2 separate regions of the Zea mays genome follow, and region 2 is linked to region 1. Evidence: chromatin contacts called from public Hi-C data. All regions are on one chromosome and are shown on one strand. Each heading gives the region's core, a stretch centred on a gene start, on an enhancer-like site or on the middle of the called end of the contact. The rest is flanking DNA. Distances are from core to core; before and after follow the strand shown. Region 1 has its middle 33 kb from the start of LOC100383172. Region 2 holds the start of LOC100277723.

What was found. A called contact is a pair of places that touch in the nucleus more often than the background predicts.
Region 2: a contact with region 1 is called in a Hi-C map of leaf, with 5 times the contacts expected there. The contact joins the promoter of LOC100277723 here to the enhancer-like site in region 1. A contact is called at or near these places in 3 of 25 Hi-C or Micro-C datasets (leaf and tassel).

What each region holds. Positions count from the first base shown.
Region 1 is chr4:12,798,143-12,804,863 of Zm-B73-REFERENCE-NAM-5.0, forward strand. No RefSeq gene overlaps it. Among protein-coding and RNA genes, the nearest start is that of LOC100383172, 33 kb to the left of the region's middle. Within about 2 kb of position 4,064, at least 16 of the 20 cell types and tissues checked have an H3K27ac peak or open chromatin away from gene starts, as enhancers often do. A contact at or near this core is called in leaf and tassel, where this site is marked.
Region 2 is chr4:12,914,187-12,920,907 of Zm-B73-REFERENCE-NAM-5.0, forward strand. It overlaps LOC100277723, which reads left to right and starts at 3,383. Exons shown (of 9, transcript NM_001151218.2): 1 at 3,383-3,715; 2 at 4,385-4,564; 3 at 4,655-4,782; 4 at 5,389-5,600; 5 at 5,724-5,805; 6 at 6,120-6,262. The coding sequence starts at 3,508.

The DNA of each region.
Region 1 (6,721 bases), core at 2,814-5,313:
GAAATTCCGAACTCCTGTGAATGCGCCGGTATTTTTACTGAGGTATTTAGAACCGCGCAAGGTTCTGACTAATCCTCGTTGGTTCGTTTACGCAAAGGGAAGCCCATGCGAAGGGCAAGCACCAGGATAGGTAACTTCGTAGAGAGCTGCATGTCTTCTTCACGTGCAAGTGGTGCTCCGTTTCCAACCTTCTCTTGGGCGCTCCCCGACGTCTTCACTATCGAGCTTTCGATCGAAACGTCGCGAGCCTCATTCCCTTAGATACACGGAGGCGGCTACACCACAAATGCGGTTGGTGTGGTCTCACAAAACATCGTCCCACTCGGTACAAATATTACAACGGCTCTTGTAAGAGTCGAGAGGTCTTATGGGTTTTCTAAACTCACTCAACTAATTAGGAACAACCTAGAGAAAGCGCATAAGCAGTCTAACTAATCTAAGCACTTCGCAAAGCACCTATGCTAATCATCGAGTGATTCTATTAAGCACTTGAGTGTTTGAAGCCTTAGAGATGTGTATCACATGTGTTGCTATATTGCTTGGGCACCCACACCTTCATGTGGCCGACCAAGGGGTTATATATAGAGCCCCCATCCAAATAGACCCATTCGAGGAATCTTGTTGTCCAGCGACGCACCAGACCAAGGGTCCGATGCCTCCATGTCAGATAGTTGTTGGCTTTTGACTGCTACAACCGCGGTCCGGTGTGCCTCCCGTACGGTCCAGTGCCCGCCATGTCAGATGGTTGTTGGTCGACTAGCCGTTACCGACCGTTGGGACCGGTCCGGTGCCCCAGCTTGCCAAAAATCTGAGAATGCCTTCCTAGCAAACCAGTCTGGTGCCTTGGTTCGGTGCGCCATCTGCACTGTCCGGTGCACCCAGTTTTAGCCCATCTTCTATTTCTTCAACTTCCTTTGTTTGGGCTCTTTTGGTCTTGTGTCTTGGACTTGTGTTGAATATTTGTAGATCTTTCATGAGTCAAGTTTTATTTTGAGGTGTTGCATCTTCATAACCTTAGTCCAATCCACTTCACATCCTATGAACTACAAAACACAAACACTTGCACACACATTAGTTCATTGGTTATGTTGATCATCAAACACCAAAATCACTAAGTCAAATGGGCCGAGGTCCATTTTCCTTACAATCTCCCCCTTTTTGGTGATTGATGACAACACAACCAAAGCAAGCAAATATTAAATAACAAAAGCAAATATGCACTCTACTTGCTATGAATGCATGTGCATAGGCAAGATGAATAAGATACCAAATTGAAAGATGCGTGGTCTTATAGAAAATTAAACACATTCTTGCTTATGCAATATAGTCTCTAATGTGTGAATATGGACTTAAGCCTCCCCCAACTCCATAATCCACATACTTCTTATCTAGGACCAAAACCAACATAAGCAACCACTTGAAAGATCATAAACCAATTGAAAGGCCATAAAAATTTCAAAATGGTGTTTTTTGGTATATGATGACTTTTGGTTTGCTTTGGTTAATAAATTTCTCCCCTTTGGAACTAATTACTGAAAAGGAAGACATATTTAAGCATATAGGAAGCTAAATAAGAGTGTTGCCCTCTAAAAATGTTTCTCCCCCTAAAAGAAGGTTCACCCCATTTGGAAAAGCAATCTCCTCCTTTGAGGAAAAACATACTTCCCCTGTCGGAAAACTCTCTACTAAGGAAAAGCACAATAATTACAAGCGAGAGGAAACAAGACATGATTGAAGTACACTAACGCCCCCTTAATCTATGTATAGTTAAATGATAAAGGATATTCTAGTGATACCAAATGAAAAAATGAGAAGCATATGCATATTTGGCAACATTGGGGGCATGAGATTTGAAATGACATAGTCTATTCAAAATGCGGGGAAGACATATTATTGATACCAAATGTGGAATGGTACCACTTGAAGATGAAGAGGTCTTGCAGTGGAAGCTTCTTGTGTTTCTCTGGTGACTCTATTTTCCTTCAATTAGACTACTACACACATGATAGGCTTGAAAAGCCGTGTTAGTCTCAAAGACTCATATTATAGAGTGACCTCCCCCTAAAAGTTTGAGAGCACCTAGAGGGGAGGGGTGAATAGGTGATCATGCAACATTAGCTCTAAACAACACAAACTTGATTTATAAAATGTGTTAGTGAGAACGAGAACCAAGTTAGGATGAGGAGATAGGAGAAAAGAGATCTAGGGGTCCCTTTTATATCCCCAAGTTTGTGTCCCTTTTATAGCCCTAAGGAGCCTACGAGCCATTGGTTCTTCATTTGGGAAGCAATCAACCTTTCCTATCTGCGTGTGCACCAGGCTATCCGGTCGCCGGGTACCATAATTAGAGGTACCTAGATCACAACCCTATAGTGCCTAGACGCTTGAGTAAGAAGGGGTCATAAGCAAACACGCTCCCAATCTTACTAAGGCACGAGGGACCTAAGTCACGACTCACCGGAGGTGAATACCAAATGTTGGGGACCTGCCAAAAGCTCCTCCAAGAAATTAACCAACACAATTAAAGTGAAGTTGTCCTCCTTTCACCTTCTTCGAAGGGTTCGGAGGTTTCAAGGACACGGGAGAAAAATAGAAAAATAAGCGTGAAAGTTATAGCGTATGAGTTGGAATAGCATACACGAAGTGTGTATCTGGTTTGTCGGGATCAGTTCATCTTCTTCATTTTTATTATTATCACACAATGCTAAGATGAAAAAATAATAGATGTCTTACAAAGACCTTGGAATGTTATACTTGGAAGTTCTGCTGAACGGTTTCGGCCCTTGAAGACCGCAGATCCCCGGACAACGCTCTTTATGCATAAAGACATGTTCAATTATTTTCAATCCATATGGATATGAATTGGAGCGGATCGATACGGATTGAGAGAGATTTTAACTTACTAGGGATTAAAACCACTCAGTCCTCCTCAATCCATATAAATTAGGGTAGATTCGAACATGGTCTAAAGGTGCTATAGACTCGGAACATATAACATACTCCCTCCGTTTCTTTTTATTAGTCGCTGGATAGTGCAATTTTGTACTATCCAGCGACTAATAAAAAGAAACGGAGGGAGTATATAAGTGACCGGCCATTGTAGCAGCAGAGTGGTACCACTGTACACATATTTCTACGATCGAGACTACATACGTCTCTAGTTAGAATTATAAGAATGCCCTATTCTCTATATCAAGACTTTGTGTCAATTATGCCTTTCGGCAAAGAAGATGTATCGTGACATCTTTTCCTCATTCGTAGTTTTCTTGCCGTATATATCCAAAGGTGCCCCCCAATCTTGGTCAACCTTCGGCTCGACATTCGTTGATGAAGAGGCAACTAAAGTTTCTAATTCAGATAGATCGAAGAAGGTATCTTTGTGAAACTGCAATTTTCGTTCTCTTGGACTAAAAACCTTCTCTCTGCTCTAACAACATATGCATAACTAGACGTATCAGATTAGCTTTACGGTGCTGGTGTTGACAGTATACCTGACCCGGCCGACCTGTGACACCGACACCACCGCACGATTCCAGTATTCTCTTTTCGCCGGATAACATGGTTGCTTGATTGGAGTGAGTGTTTTTTTTTTGTTCCAATGGGGGACACTAGCTATGCAGACTGACTGATTGATTGATTATTTGTTGATGGTGGTATGCACGCAGACAGAAATGGTTCTAGAAGCAAATCAAGGGGGTTTTATTCTATGCAAGTTGCTTTTTAACTGTACATGTCATGTGATTTGCTTTGCTTTGCTTTACATCTCAGCGCGCGTCTAGAGAAAACTTTTCTGCCCTTTTTTTTCCTCAAGTGGCGCAAGCATTATTTGGTGTTGGGACGATGGATCGTGCATGTGCTCCAACGTCGCTACCGAGACGCTGCAGCTGCCTTCTAGAAGCAAAACTAATACTCCCTCCGTTTCTTTTTATTTGTCGCTGGATAGTGTAAAATTACACTATCCAGCGACAAATAAAAAGAAACGAAGGGAGTACTAACTAGTAGTAGGGGCCAGGGGGCATCATATCAAGCAGGCATGGGACGGATGGACATGGACCTCTTTTGCCAGCTATAGGACTTATTGGGACGTGGACGGATGAGTCAACAAAAGCAATCACGGCTATTGTAAAAGGGCCCAGCACCAGCAGAACGATGAAAAGCCTATGGGGCCCTGTCAAAGAAAGGTGATAATTTATGGGTAAACAGAAACAAGGTTGTGTTTGTAGTAGTTTAATTTAGCATGGCACTCAGATCAGGAAAAAATTGCTATTTTGTCACTTTCAGTTTTGACTCTCTATTATTATGGCATCCCGTGTTTGTGTCTGTAACTGGTAGGACCATGTGTGTTTATGATTTTGTTGCCCCAATGACATACCGGCGAAGCCCACAATGATAATGGCAAAATTGCAAATGTCTCGATCAGGGTTGTTTTTGCAAATAGTTCTTCATAGATCTATTTTTCTGTTCACGTTCGAATGAATGATAATAAATATAGACATGCCTACAAACCACATTCATAAATTGATTAATGAATGTGTATTTAACAAAAAAGAATTATATCTTAAAATGGATGATGTACTAAGAGCATGCTTCCGAAACCTTATCCGACAAAGATCCGGATAGTAGCCAATAAGATTTCTAGGGAGCGTCTCCATGTGACTACTCGTTAAACAACTATATCATCTACTTCCTAGCGACCATTTGAGGGGTTGCACATCATCAACTCTTCAATCAATCTGTACAGCTACACGAACTGAGGTAATGGCTCTACTTCGGTATACTTCTTTGAGTCTTCTTTATTTTTATATTGTTCATAATTAAAATGATGTTAAACATGAACATGTGTAGAAATCATGTTGTCACTGCTCCACTGACAATATGCATGGCAATGATTTATTTACATAATTTTGGAATTAAAATATATTATACAATGCCATATTTATCTAACAATCCAAAAATACTTGTGTAGGCATTTGGTAGTTGGCTCTGCTTCAACAACAAAACCCAATGTATTTGATGGTCCCAATTACAAATATTGGCATGAAAAGGCTATGACGTGGTTGATAACTATGAACATTATCGGTGTCACATAGGGAAAACCCGTATAGCTCACTCAAGAGTAGAAGCGTGCTTTCATGGCAGCCGATAACCTATTTTGAGGTGCCATTGTAAGTGTTCACGCTAATAATCTTAGGGGCACGTACCTAATATTACCAATAGGAAAAGATGCGCCGGAAGCACTTGAGGCAAAATCTGGGGTCTCAGATGCTAGCAATGAAATATATGTTATGGAACAATTCTATGACTACAAAATGGTTAATGGGCATTGTATAGTGGAACATGCCCAAAAAAATCAGGGGCTAGCAAAAGACCTTGAACACTATTGTAAAGATGTTCCATGTGTGTTAACATAAGCTTGTGGCATGAGACATAATTGAAAAGATACCACCTTTTTGGAGGGATTTTGCTACCACTCTAAAACACAGGGGGCAAGAGTTTTGTCGGTGTTTCGACCCCGGGGGGTCCCTGGACCGACGAGTAAATTGTCGCTGCGTGTCCCAGCCCAGATGGGTCGACGCGAGACGGGACACAAAGGGGGGAAAAAGTCGGAGGGAGACAGACGTAAAAGGGGAAACCCACGGCCTTCGTGTTTGTCCCGCGCCCAGGTCGGGTGCGCTTGCAGTAGGGGGTTACAAGCGTCCGTGTGGGAGGGAGCGAGAGGCTTACGCGAGCGCCGTCCCGTCCTTCCCCGCGTGGCCAACCCTCTGTAAGAGGGCCCTGGACCTTCCTTTTATAGGCATAAGGAGGGGGTCCAGGTGTACAATGGAAGGTGTAGCAGTGTGCTAATGTGTCTAGCAGAGAGGAGCTAGTGCCCTAAGTACATGCCGTCGTGGCAGCCGGAAAGGTTTTGGCACCCTGTTCGTGTGATGTCGTGGCCGTCGGAGGAGCGCTGGAGCCTGGCGGACGGACAGCTGTCGGGGCTGTCGAGTCCTTGCTCACGTCTCCTTGCTTCCGTAAGAGGGCTGAGAGCCGCCGTTGTCATGGAGCATGCGGGGCGCCATCATTACTTGTTTACCGGGGCGAGCCAGATGAGACGCCGGTCTTGTTCCCCGTAGCCTGAGCTAGCTAGGGGTAGGGTAATGATGGCCCCTCCTGTGACGTGGTCGGTCCGAGCCCTGGGTTGGGCGAGGCGGAGGCTCCTCCGAGGTCGAGGTCGAGTCTATCTTCCGAGGTCGAGGTCGAGTCCGAGCCCTTGGGTCGGGTGAGACGGAGACCGTCGGCTGAGGCCAAGGTCGAGTCCGAGCCCTGGGTCGGGCGAGGCGGAGTTCGTCGTCTTCCGGGGCCGAGGCCGAGTCCGAGCCCTGGGTCGGGCGAGGCGGAGTTCGTCGTCTTTCGGGGCCGAGCCCGAGTCCGAGCCCTGGGTCGGGCGAGGCGGAGTTCGTCGTCTTCCGGGGCCGAGGCCGAGTCTGAGCCCTGGGTCGAGCGAGGCGGAGTTCGTCGTCTTTCGGGGCCGAGCCCGAGTCCGAGCCCTGGGTCGGGCGAGGCGGAGTTCGTCGTCTTCCGGGGCCGAGCCCGAGTCCGAGCCCTGGGTCGGGCGAGGCGGAGTTTCTTATGGCGCCTGAGGCCGGGCTTGGCCGCTGTCAGCCTCACTCTGTCGAGTGGCACAGCAGTCGGAGCGACGCGGGCGACGCTGTCTTCTTGTCAGACTGGTCAGTGGAGCGGC
Region 2 (6,721 bases), core at 2,133-4,632, 120 kb after region 1:
ATGAGCAACAATATCTCATAAACCGAATGACCAAGGTTATAAGGTCTCACTTGGTCTTTCAAACATAATTCTAAGCAAGTAACAAAGGTGAATTTGGGCTATTGTCGCACTCGACAAAACCGAATGTTCACTATACATGTACCATGATTGTAATCACATGCATAGCTTTGTCATATAGTGGAGATACCAAAAGCACAATGTTTTATTAAGATACAATAATGGTGTTACACAACTAATTGTATTAATGAAATGGTTAATTAACAATACTAGTAGACTCTTTTAGACAACTTCAATGGAAGATGACCATAGACTCCATAGGAACACCGACTATTTGACCACGTGACTAGAACTCATCGAAGTCTTGGAACTCCTGAGTCCAATCTCCAACTCCTCCGGTTTCTGACCAATAGTTGAATCGATTGCAATATAGTTGTTGCACAAATAGCAAGGGTGAGTACTTTTAGCACTCAGTAAGTATCATGTTTTAAGGGAAAGTGGATTAACTTTATAGCGAGCTAGCTAAATTAGTCACTTTTAGTAGATGAAAAGGTTTGAAATACATATACAAAATAAAAAGGCAACAACATAAAAGATAGAGAAAACACAAGGGGACAAAAATAATACTCCCTCCGTCCTAAAATATAGTTCTTTCCATTCCTCTTTTTTCCGTCCAAATTCGAATGAATGATAATAAATATAGACATACATGTAAACTACATTCATATGTTGATTAATGAATGTATGTTTAGTCTAAAACGAGTTGTACTATACATCTCTACATATAAAAAATCTCTTCTTGGCAGCATGGGCCTGATGTGGTGAACTTTACTACCATTATACGCATGCACATTTTATCATATGTTCCTGAAAGCACAATGCAACCAGTGGATAAATGCCCACTGAGTGTAATGTCTCAATATTCTATAAAACGCACAAAAGCCAAACTGAACCTATCATTCAGTGTGTACTCCTGTTTATATGGAGTTTGCAAGAAATCGTTGAGGAGTAACCATATAAATTTGAATGCTTCTACCTGATGTAGATGTGGATATACTTGGGATTAATATCACATCCACATTTGACTTAATGGCATTTGATCTATTCTCGGGACGCCTGCGAATATGATTCATCGGCCTTAGTCAAAGCATATGTTCTGATTGCAGATTCACGTGGTTTGTGATAACTTTCCTCCGATGAACTCATCATGTTGGTGATTTGCCTAACAAAGAGGTTCATCTTGATGATGAAGTTCCTAGCAATGCTCGCAATATCATTGTGCTGGGAATACAGAAGAATGAATCTTTCGTTTTTATAAATGACAAAGATTATTATTAAATGTGGGAGACAAATGTGTGGACACATATCTTGCCTCTCTAGATTGCAAACAGATCCAAAACAAAGTCCTAGGCATGAGTGGTTGAAGCTTTCTTATCGGGTCATTGATAATGCAATCGAGGCTGAACCAATAATCACAAAGTGAAAGTCGCGAGCTTTAAGTTTGGACATTTATGGGCACTATTGAAATAATGTGTGGTGACTGCGATGGTTCAAGTGGTCTTGTGAGAGACTCATCCCCACATATGTGTTGAATAAACATTGTTCCGCTATGTAATACTCTGGCAAATGGAATTAATTAAAATATGTGGTTAAAGGATTCAGAAGATCCATCATGAAATTCTAGGAGGACTCATATTCTTGAATTATAAATATGCAACATATAAATCTTATACCGAATAATACATTCTTGATGAATGATCACTCTTGCGAGTATAGAGAATATCTCCTAGTTGAGATTATATTTCCTTGATGGAACCTTTCTAGAAGAAACAAAGTCTGTGTTGAACACCAAAGTTTGATAATCCCTAAAAAGGGACAAAGACCAATATAGACCGAGAGGAATAAAATGAGGTACCAAAGGACTTAAAGTTCATCGAATAAGCACATGTGCATTCCATGAATTTTACTCATGGTATATTCCACTAGATGGGGAATTACGATATCCTCTAAAGCTCTGATGGCAGAATCCTAAATTGTTTAGGTGTCACTGACAAAATATCCCCATTGTGTTGGAATGACAGACTATAATTATGCATTTGATTGATGAGAATCCATGATGGATTACTATCATTGATGGACTTTTGTTACACCATCATAGAAGTTGCAACGAATGAATGCCTGTAGCGATGAGTCATATTTAGAATATGTACTATTGCCACTATAATATCCCCTAAGTCCTATAAAAGGACAAGTTATTTGCTTTGCACAACCATGCATACATTGTGGTGCATGATAGAATGAAAAGTGTAGCGCCCCAACCTCGTCCATCCTCATTATTCCAGATGAACAATGAGACATATATCTTGAAGAGTATGTTTGAGTTATGAGGGATAATGACTTTGACAAATGTTATCGTCAGGGGGAGTGAATGTTTATATTGATCACAATTGTGAGACACTGAATGTCATATTGTATGCCCTGAAAGCGTCAACTTGACGATAAATATGTGAACCCTCATGAAAGTTTCTATCATATAGATTCAGTCGATCGAAGACCACCGGTCAAAGTGGCTTATTTATGTTGATATGTGCACTTACCTCGTGTATCCTAGAAGTGAGTTGAGGTGACGTTTCTGAGATAATCCTTGCGACAATATGCAATCCATTTGCTAAATCTCTATGTGCATATACTTACAGAAGAAAATGTTTTGCCATATCGAGACAATTTTGCAAGGATTAGGGAAGCACATTTCTAAAGTTAGCTCTTGTAGAAGATTCGATAGAATCCAGATCTAGAAGATCGAAATCTATCCCGATGACAGTTGTTGTACTCTTTTTTCCTTGGTGAGTTTTCCTAAAGTTTCTCACATGAATTTCTTTAACGAGGCCACAAAGTGCATATATAATATGCATTGCCATGCGTTCTTTCTCCATATTTTTTACTGGGTTTTTGGAAGTTTTAACGAGGCATGTCTTTATCACGGTATTCACCGAGGGAGAGCATTAAGAAACCCTAATTAGGGTGATATGGGTAAATACCGAATTACCTCTGAGGACTTGTTCGGTTTAAGTTGGTTTGAGATGGATTGGAGAGGATTTAATCCTCTCCTATTCAAATTTGTAAAGAAGAGAATTTAATCTCATCTAATCCTTTCTAATCAATCCCTAACCGAAGAAGCCTCGGGGTCTCCTGTACACCAATCCCGATCGGGGCGTTGTGTCCTTAAGCGACAGAACGGGCGAGCGCGGCTAGAAGTGGGCCGTAGGAAGAGACCATACGAGGAGGAGCATTTGATGGTTGGACTGAATTCGTGCAGGTCTGCTGGCTCAACTCGGCTTTTGAAAGGTCCGCAGCCCGCAAGAAAACCAAAAGGTCCATTTCCTTCCTCCTACCTCAGCTCAGACGCTTCGCGACGGCCCTGCTGCTCCGCTCTGCGTTCCCCGTTCCTTTCCTCGTGTGCTCTCCTTTCCTCGTGTGCGGCACGCCAAGGCAGCAAGCGATCCTTCCAGAATGCTCCTCCGCGTCGGCCGCCGGGCCGCGCTCCTCCTAGCCGCAACCGCCGCCTTCTCGCGCCTCCGCGATCCCGACACAGCCGTCTACGTTTCGGCCTCCCCGCCGCAGCCGCCACGCCAGGCCTTTTCCTCCTCCGCCGCCGCCGAGGGCCTCCGCTCCGGCACCTGCCTCTTCTCCCCGTATCTGCTCCCATATCCGTTCCAAGGTCCGTTTTCGCCACCCCCTCCCTCGCCTATCTACATCGGTACACCCTAGACCATCGGATAGACTGTCTTTTTGCTGCGTGGCGGAGTCGGGAGTGGTTGCCTGTCCAACTGTCCAAGGTGGTTTGGGTTCGAGGTTTTTGGAATGCCACTCGATTGGGCTTGCGTTTGCTCTCTGCTAGACATCCATCTGACTATCTGCGTACGGCGTTATGCGCATTGGCGGGTCTCGTTACTTCAATTCAGTAGAGGGACCTGTGGTTGGACTCAAGTTTTCAGCCGTACTTTGAACTACTATAGTCAATGGACCAATGTATGTCGAGACGAACACAAGTTGTAATGTGCAAAGGCATGCCATAAAAAGTTGCAGGTGTTGGATCATCCAGATAGGTGGCTGTTTTTAAATATCATAGCATCAGCCTGCTTGCAAGGTCTTTGTTTGAGTCCGGGGAATAATCCTTTTTCACAATATGATAAACTTTGATTTTTACCTATGTGCATCATAGTTACAGTTGACAGATTAGCACCTTCAAGGTGTCCTTAGTAACTCTGATGAGACTGATGCATTTTTGTTTTACCTGAATCTGCAGTTGCCTTGTTTGTTGTTATCTTCGCCTGGGTAAGATAGAGCTCTGTATCAAAGATCTTACTGTGTCCAAATGTGTTTGTAGGGTTCCCAGTACTGAATACCTTCACGTCTGCATCGGTTTCACCTGCTAACAATGGCGACCAAGGTTCTGACGGAAGCTCTGGTGATCCAAGATGCTGCCCAGCGTGTCTAGGCAGGAATTCGATTGCCAAGGCGGCATCTGCAGTTGGTCCTGCTGTTGTAAACATTTCTTCTATGCATGGTGAGAACATATCCGTCTATTTGAAAACTGTCAAATTCCTCACCAGTGTTGTGGCTATGTGCAGTGAACTTCTCGAATTACCTTTTGTAGATATGCATGGATGGGTAAACGAGCAGAGCATTGGATCTGGAACTATAATAGATCCAGATGGGACTATATTGACATGTGCGCATGTTGTTGCAGATTTTCAAAGCACAAAAGCAATTGTGAGGAGAAAGGTTGCTAACTTGGCACTACACAACCCTTACATGTTAACTGTGTAAACACACTATCCAGTGTCAACCACTTATCATTGGTCATGTGTACAAATGTGAAGCATGCATTTGGATTGCTTACTTGAACAACAATTTGTGTCAATTTGGTAGCTCATTCTTTGCTAAATTTCAGACACTAGTACTGAAGGGTTGATTTAACTCCATATTAATTCTAGTATTTTTATATTTATTCTCATTGGGAAGAGTTTGGTGGTGGTAGATGCTAGAATTTTTGTATTTCTTACCTAGTTAGGGTAGTTGTCTTGATTTATTTAAAAATTGTCTCTTAACTTTATAATCTAGTCAACTCAATGTCCTTAATTCTTTTACCTTTCTTTTAAGACGAGATTGACCACCAATAGTTTATCTACCAAGTACTAGGTTTAATGTTCTAAACTTAGTGATCCAAATCCCCAAGCTATAGTATCATGGATAATTACATTGCTTGCTGCAGAGTATGATATGCATATGTGCTTGAGATCATTGATTATGATTTGACTGAGGTTATTATTTTTTACACACATCTGTTTCCATCCTCGTCTTTTCTTAGAGAGTTGAATATTCTTACAGGTTAGTGTGACTTTACAAGATGGTCGTGAATTTGAAGGTGTTGTCCTTAATGCTGACCGCCTGTCTGACATTGCCGTTGTGAAGATTAAGTCGATGACCCCTTTACCTGCTGCCAGGCTTGGATCATCATCTCAACTTCAGCCAGGTGACTGGGTTGTTGCTCTGGGCTGTCCACTTTCTCTTCAGAACACAGTTACAGCTGGTATTGTCAGGTTATGACCTAATAATTTTTATTCAATTTACTCACATGAGTGATCATTAATATTACTAGTTTCATGAAAAATTTGCATGCTGTTGACTAAAACTGTCTGTGTTGACTTTTTTCTTTGTTGTAGCTGTGTTGACCGGAAAAGCAGTGATCTGGGTCTTGGAGGATTACGAAGGGAGTATCTTCAAACAGATTGTGCTATTAATCAGGTAAGGTCGTTTGTTTTGTGTTGCTAACATGTGAAATTAGTGTGCCAGTTTGCATTTGACTGTTTGAGTATACTAGTTCTTCTCAAATGTTTAGGCCATGTAACTATGCCTCATCAATTGTCACCTCATCTCAGCATTTCCCAAAAAAATGCAGGAGATTATGTAAATTCTAGTCAAAATAAAACATTAAAATGTTAGTGTAGCATGCCTTTTACATACATAACATATAGTTTATGATTCTCAATTTTATTGGATACTCTGTTTTCGCTTATCAATATATGTTGAATAATTTTTGACACATTTGTATGCTGCAGGGAAATTCTGGAGGACCTCTTGTTAACCTTGATGGTGAGATTATTGGAGTTAATGTGATGAAAGTTCGTAATGCTGATGGTTTGAGCTTTGCAGTACCAATTGACTCTGTCATTAAAATAGTAGATAACTTTAACAAAAATGGGTATGCCCTATTCTTACTTTAGCATAATACTGATTGCAATTTATTATATCATGGTATCGCCTTCTTTACACTTTCTCTTTGGAATTTCTTTCTATAGTTTGGTATGATGTGTTCTCTTGGATTGAGCTAGTGATGAGAAGTTCAAAACATATAATAAAGTATGTGTGAACAAACAATAAAAGATGCAATACCATTAGACTATCTCCAGCAGAGTCCCTATCACACTGCCTATCACACTCTGCAAACAGTACAATCTACAATGCAAAATAGTATTTTGCACGGCTGTTTATACGCCTGCTGAAGATGTAGTGTTTCCAAGTTTCATTCTATCTAATGAAAGGATAATAATACTTCATTCGATCCTTCAATCATAATTATATGTATATCTAGGTTGTCCATCCCAAGTATATATATTTTTTATTAAAATTGCAATATATAAAATTTTATGTAAATTGACCA